Regions from separate parts of the Capra hircus genome. Here region 1 is linked to region 2. The links are chromatin contacts, called in public Hi-C maps. All regions are on one chromosome and are shown on one strand. The core of a region is the stretch at or near the end of the contact, and the rest is flanking DNA. Distances in the headings are between cores, read along the strand shown.

What was found. A called contact is a pair of places that touch in the nucleus more often than the background predicts.
Region 1: a Hi-C map of blood shows a contact between it and region 2, with 5 times the contacts expected there. The contact joins the enhancer-like site here to the promoter of SIAE in region 2. A contact is called at or near these places in 2 of 5 Hi-C or Micro-C datasets (both in blood).

What each region holds. Positions count from the first base shown.
Region 1 is chr29:27,627,902-27,631,345 of ARS1.2, reverse strand. No RefSeq gene overlaps it. Among named protein-coding and RNA genes, the nearest start is that of ROBO3, 25 kb to the left of the region's middle. Within about 2 kb of position 1,940, at least 1 of the 5 cell types and tissues checked has an H3K27ac peak or open chromatin away from gene starts, as enhancers often do.
Region 2 is chr29:27,484,943-27,488,680 of ARS1.2, reverse strand. SIAE (sialate O-acetylesterase) reads left to right here and starts at 2,123. Exons shown (of 10, transcript XM_018043176.1): 1 at 2,123-2,226. The coding sequence starts at 2,160. SPA17 (sperm surface protein Sp17) reads right to left here and starts at 2,102. Exons shown (of 5, transcript XM_005699579.3): 1 at 1,891-2,102; 2 at 642-822. The coding sequence starts at 795.

The sequences.
Region 1 (3,444 bases), core at 691-3,190, 140 kb before region 2:
CACCTGTCGAGGATCTGGACGGAAGTGGAGAGAGTTGAAACAGTGTCGGCTGGCACAGCCCTTGCTTATCTTATCAGTCCTGAACACTGCAGCTACTGTTCTGGAGTAGCATGATTCGAAGGCTGAGCCCGCGTCTAAAGATGGTGGTATAGTCACCAATGTGACCTAGGGTAAATTCGGGGGCTAGCGTCTCAGCTTGGTGCCAAGGTGGGCTGGCAAAAGGCCCTGTGGTGCAGTGTCATCTCCCTTTACAGATGTTCTCTGCTTCCTCTCCTCTTGCAGGAACCATCACTTCTTCTCTTCCACCCCACCAGTCTCCCTGGTCCATACCTGCATAGTTTCGTAGACTCATGGTTCTCAAACTTTGGCATGCATCAGAATCACCTGGAGAGCTTGTTAAAAACACGCCAAGGGGGAAAAAAAAAACCCACTCCCAGAGGGACTTCCCTGGTGGTCCAGTGGTTGAGAGTCTACTTGCCAATGCAGGGGACATAGGTTTGATTTCTGGTCTGGAAAGATCCCACATGCCTGAGAACAACTAAGCCAGTGAGCCTCAACTACTGAGCCCCTGCCCTAGAGCCCCGGGGCTGTAACCACTGAGCCTGTGTGCTCTAGAACCCGTGCTCAGCAGCAAGAGAAGTCACTGCAAGAAGAAGCCTGCACACCACATCTAGACAGTAGCCCCGGCTTGCCACAGCCAGAGAAAGCCCCCATAGAGCAATGATACAGGGCAGCTGAAAATAATAAATAAACAGTTTTAAAAACATTGCCAGAGATTATGATGTATTTAGTCTGGGAAGTCACAGGGCCTGGGAATGTGCATTTCTAGAAGTTTCCCAGGTGATGGTGGTGGGGATGCCTGGGGCTACAATCTGAGATCACTGGCCTGGAAGGAAGGAAAAGTGAGGGCTGGTGAAAGAGGAAAGAAGTGATCGTGTGCAGTGCTGGAAGACATTATTGGAAGTTCAAGGTCCCCAGAGTCCTGGGGTATCTTTACTTTCTGTGAGGGATAGATAGACTGAAATCCCCAAGCAATCCTGGGCATATTCCAGAATTAACCTAGGGCATGTGTTTTTTGTCTGGAGATTTAGCACTCCCCCTAATGGACTCAAACAACTCTGCACCCTCCAGTGAAAACCAGAATTACCTATTTTCCCAACCTAACTTGGTCATCTGTTCATCTCTTTGGCACTAAAGGTGCAGGGATGTGATCTTACACATTTTTGTTTGCAAACTGATTTGCATGTTTTTTTTTCATGGGAAGGCATTTTATTTTGATGAGCATGGTTTTACGTGCTCAATGGTGCTCAACTCCATGGATGATGGTGTATGAATGAATGAATGCTTTCTTCTTTAGGAGAATCCTAACACCTACCAGTCCCCTCCTTCTTACCTTTGCTTCTTCTCCCAGCTGTTCTAAAATAATATGAAAGTGATTTAAGATCCAGATATTTGCTGAAAAACTCTGTTCAATATGTCAGCATCATTATCAAATTAGGAGAATTTGGCTGGTGGCTAAGCAAGCAAGCCCAAGTTAGAGGCTGAGAATGGGTTCTGTAAAATATGTGTTGAGTCACCTCAGCTGTGTCTGACTCTGTGACCCCATGAACTAAACAGTCCACAAAATTTTCCAGGCCAGAATACTGGAGTGGGCAGCCTTTCCCCTTTTCCAGGAGATCTTCCCAACCCAGGGATTGAACCCAGGTCTTCTGAACTGCAGACGGATTCTTCATCAGCTGAGCCACAAGGGAAGCCCTTGTAAAATATATGATTGTATATGATTTTTAATACATATGATTTTTTTAAAAAGCAGTATAGCAAGAATTCGATGAGAAAAGCAGGTGAGATTTTGTTTCTTGCCACCAGGTGGCAGACCTTGCCCAATCAATGAGAATTAACCCTGGACTTGGAGCCCGGCCTATATACTCTACATTTTTCCACTCAGAACCAGGACAAAGGGCTGTTTCTCTACTTAAATGACTTGGGAACTGAAGCAGGAAGAGCAGTTACTGGAAAATACCTCTGTAACAGCTGCCGAGGTACTTAAGTGATCCCTTGAGTTTCCTCAAGGGCTCTCTGAGACGTCTTAGTTTTTCCTTCTGGGAAAGAGGTCCACCCTGCTCTAGATGTAAGAAAATGGGTTACTTAACTAAGAAAAATGGAAAGAATGTAACTTCAGACCAGAGGTTTCTACAAAGGAGGCAGCTCTGAACCACTTCAAGGCCCAGGGCTTGGCTTCTTCCTCCCAGGACCCTCTGGCAGTCAACCTCTATTTCCTACCACCCAAGAGTTCTTTTTCTCTTGCTGGTAGTGAATCTTCCTCAAATTATTAAAATGACCACTTTATTTTAACTCTAAAGTCCACTCTAGAATCTTACTAAATTCCAGTTTTCCGTCTAATGGACACAGGATGGTCTCTCTCAGGTGATCATGGCCCTCCCTCAGATGATACTCAACATGTTACAAAACCTAAATCACACAGTAACTTTAGCAAATTACATGCTCATAGCAAGAATATACATTGTTGTTGTTGTTCAGTCACTAAGTTGTGTCTGACTCTTTGAGATCTCAAGGACTATAGCCCACCAGGCTCCTCTGTCCATGGGATTTCCCAGGCAAGAATACTGGCGTGGGTTGCCTTATCTCCTCTAAGGGATCGTCCTGACCCAAGGATCGAACCCCACATCTCCTACATTGACAGGTGGATTCTTTACCACTCAGCCACCAGGGAAGCCCAAGAATATTCATATGTGTGTTAAAATAGATACACAGTGTCTTACAGAAGAGCTCAATGAATGTTTTGGGAGAAGAGCAGGTGAAGATTCTGTTTCATGCACTGTTTTAATCTCAGTTGTATGTGCAACAGATACTGAGAATATAATAGTACCCACCTCAGGGCTGGAGTCAGAGCAGATCTGTACCTACACAGGAGACAGGAAGTTGTGAGATTGGGATTAACACATATATACTATTGATACTATGTATAAAATGGATAGCTGATGAGAACCTACTGTCTAGCACAGGGAACTCTACTTAATGCTCTGTGGTGACCTGAATGGGAAGGAAATTCAAAAGGGAAGGGATGCATGTACATGTATGATTGATTGATCTTGCTGTACAGTAGAAATGAACACAACATCGTACTCCAATAAAAATTAATTTATAAAAGAAAGAAAACAGGAAGTTGCTATACCATTGCCATGTTTTCAAACGCAGGTGGGACATCACCCTCAGCTCATCAGCTTGAGCACTGTTGTTCAATCGCCAAGTCATGTCTGACTCTCTGTGACCTCATGAATTGCAGCACCCCAGGCTTCCCTGTCCTTCACTATCTCCCTGAGCTTGCTCAAGCTCATGTCCATTGGGTCAGTGATGCCACCTGACCATCTCATCCTCTCGTCCCCTTCTCCATTTGCCCTCAGTCTTTCCCAGCATCAGGGTCTT
Region 2 (3,738 bases), core at 874-3,373:
ATAAATTTTTTTTTTTTTACAACACTTAATAATACTTTCAAGTGAGGAGAGTCAAAATATAAAGAAAACCACAAACCCTCCTCCCGGGAAGAAGAGACTGTCAACTGCCTGGGAGGCATAGGCACAGTATGCAGGAAAAGAGCTAGGCTGGGTGTTTTTAAGAGCCCCCCTTCTACCCCACCTGTCCATGAGAAATACAAAGCAGGTCTGGGTGATAAACTGGTAATCTTCAATAATGTGATTAATGTGATTCAAGGCACCCGCGTGTGTTCTAAGCAACTTCAGTCGTGTCAGACTCTTCGCGACCCCATGGACTGTAGCCTGCCAGGTTCCTCTGTCCATGAGATACTACTAGAGTGGGTTGCCATGCCCTCTTCCAGGAGATCTTCCCAACTCAGGGATCGAATCCGTGTCTTTTAACTCTCCGGTATTACTGTATAAAGTTGGGTAATTTACCACTAGTGCCACCTGGGAAGCCCCTCAAAGGCTGTTTCAAATAACAAGAACTGTTAGTTGAAAGCTCCCTGCCTCATAAAGGATTTCTGTGGAATGATGCTGGTCTTAAACAAGTTTCACCATAATCAAACGTTTAGTCACGCTCTCATGTTTTTTTTTTTAAAGCCTATTTTTAAAAAGCTTACTTTCTCTTTTCTCTAGAAGATTCTCAAAATATGCTGCGGCAAAAGCTGGTATATTGTCCGGTTGCTCCCTCAGAATCTCACGTGTGAGCCCTTCAAGAAGATTTCCAAATCCTTGTGGAATTCGGTAGTGGGTGTTGGAAAATGGAATCGACATCTCCTTGGGAGGACCAGTCTACTGTACCTAGAGATGCATGAAAGAGTTCTGTCTTTAAATTTGTCTCATTTCACTCAAATAAGACCTCAAATTATTTCTGAGACACCCAAATTTCTGGACTTCAATCCTTTCCCCCCCAGTACAATCCAAGTCCGTCAATTTCTTCCAAAAAGTTTTTGAAATTTTCCATTATTAGAACATTAAATAGGTGAAATCATTTTTTAAAAATTACAAAAATCACAAATTTTCACTATGATACTAAGTACTTTCTCCTCTCTCCCTTTAAAAGGGTAATTTTTCCTATCCCACAGGAATTTAGAGAATGATTGCTAAAAATTCATCTTAAATTGCCGGAAAAAACCCTGTTTAAGGTCTTAAAAAAAAAAAGTAAGTCATTGAAACTACTCTAAGTTGTCGAATGAATATGTTTCGGACTTGAGTCGTTCCCCTGGCTTTCACTTCTGAAGTATGACCTAGGATGCCTCGTCGAAGCATCTCTATTTGTGGAAGAGGCAGTGGGCCGAGAGAGCTGGGGGCAAGGTCACGACATAGCAATTCTAGCCTCAAAAGGTTTGGGATTTTTACTTTTTTGTTTGTTTTGTTTTCTCTCTTAGCATACAAGGGCCAGATAAGGATAGCTGCTAAGCAGCGGGTTGGGCTACTGAGTCTGCAAACAACACTCAGGGACCTGGCCTGTATGTGACACCATTACTGCCGAATAAGCCCGGAAGTCGTGGTAGGGGTCTCGGTGGGGGTCTAGAAGGCTTAATGACGCCGAATCTGTGGACTTTCTTCTCCTTCTTCTCCTTCTTTTTCTTTTGACGGAACAGGAGGTGAAGCATTGAATCACTGGTTGTGAAGAGGAAGAAACCCTAGACCGACGTGAGGAGTGGAGGGAGGTCGGAGAGGGACCACAGGTCTCCTGGGGGGCGGGTCGTCGAGGGTCTCGGATTTCAGACTCGCAGAATGGGCTACTGGGTTCCCAGCCTGACCTCGGCTTCCCAGATTGCGGGAGCGGATCCTGAGAAAATACCTGAGACGAAGGGAAAAGGCGAGGTCTCTATTTCGAAGAGGAAATGGGGTAAACCGCCTCACCTCTCCGTTCTCTCAGAGCTGGAGCCGATGGTTCCGGTTGTTTTTTCTCGTTGCCGGGAAACCGTTTCCTCCCCCGTCCCCGCTCCCTCATTCCACTACGGTGGCCGAAGAGAGGCACGGGCCCGCCCAGCGGCCGCGGACGGCTTCGCGAATTGACTGGCCTGGGAAGGGCGGAGTCAGGCTTTTTCCGCCCCGCCCCGCCCCGCGGCCCCGCCCTCGCTGGCGTCCATGCCCCGAGGCCTGCGCGGCGGGGACGGCTTCTTGCCGACATGATTGCGTCGGGAATTGTCTTGGGTCTGGTGCTGCGGTTATTCCTGCAGGCCCACGTAAGTGCAGGTGAGGAGGCCGCGCTCGGCCCGACCCCTGCCCATCCGTCGGCCTGCGAGGACTCCGAGATTCCGCGTCCTCCGCAGGACCGCCCCCGGCGCCTGCTTCTCTAGGTCGGGCAAGGATCCCTGGGCAGGAACCGGGTTCTACGGCACAGGCCTAGATTGCAGGTGTTTGCTAGGCCGGAACTCCGGCCCGTCTGCTTCCTCCACTCCCTTCCAGCGCCCTTATGACGCCTTTCGTGGGGCAGCGAGAGAGTTGGGTTTATCGCAGGAGGGGAGGCCCAGGTGTGCCCAGACCGAGGCTGTCAGGGTCTTTAAAGAACTGCGGGGGAACTCGAAGGGGAGGGGGCGAAGCTAGTTAGATAATATTTGGAAGCGGGTGACTGAGTCATCCAAAACGTTTCAGTGCTGCCCCCTCAGTGGTACCGTTGGGGAGGGTTTGCCCCGGGTTGGATTCCTTGGGGGAATTAACTTTACTAGTTTAAGTGGTGATGATGGCTAAGACAGAGCCCCCTCACCAGCTCGGAGTATTTAAGACTCAGCTTTGATTCCTGCTCGCGGGCATTGATAGTGGGATAATAGCCGTTTTCTTGGGGAGGAGGATGACTCATTTTGGCTATTTTCTGGTCATATCGTGTCGTTTGACCCCGGGCTGGACGCTGGGTCACAGAAAAGAAAGTTTAAGTGGGAGAACAGACTGCGTGCAGAAAAAGGACTCTCGCTCTGTGTATGAATCTGCCAAGTACATAGATGAAGACAAACTGCAGTTCATGAAGGGTTTTCGGGGTTTAACAAAGGCGTAAACTAGCCTCTGTGTATCATTTCCTGATTCATCCCCACATAGTGACGTTTGAGTCCAGTATATGAAGTGGGGAGAAGGGAAAGAGGGCCATTATTAGTTTTTATGTTAAAGGCTGTTAACCGTAACATCACTATTTATCTTTGCCTTTGGGTCGTATTGTTACATAACCTTCATTAACAATGACTTTATTTTTTCATTCATTGATGCTCTAGATTTTCTTTCCTTGGTATTTGGTTGCATATCCGGACTTCTTCAAATCATTCCCTCTCTTCCCATGTTTATCATGTAATATTTGAAATGTACATGAACATATGTAGCAGTGAAGCAATAAAATGAACACCCAAGGGCTTTACACACAATTTAAGAGCTAGACTGTTGCAGTTTTATTGAGACTCCAAGGATATTCCTTCCCAAGGGAGCCAGAAGTAACCACTGCCCTCATGTTGTCAATCTTTCAATGACTACTTTTACCATCCCAGAACACTAATTCCTGTTTTTCTACTCTGACACCAAAATGAAGAAAAAATTGAAGACCTAAAACAAAAAATTCAAATCTTAAGGGTCTTGTAGTTGACAAAAACACTGACCAGTCCCACCACCTTTCTCGTTCTGTTTTGTCCATTGCTCCGTTCCTTGGTAATGGACCACTGTCTACTGTTGTCAGCTTGGAATGTGAGCTTTATAACGACAAGGAATGTGACGTTTCTTTGCTTTATC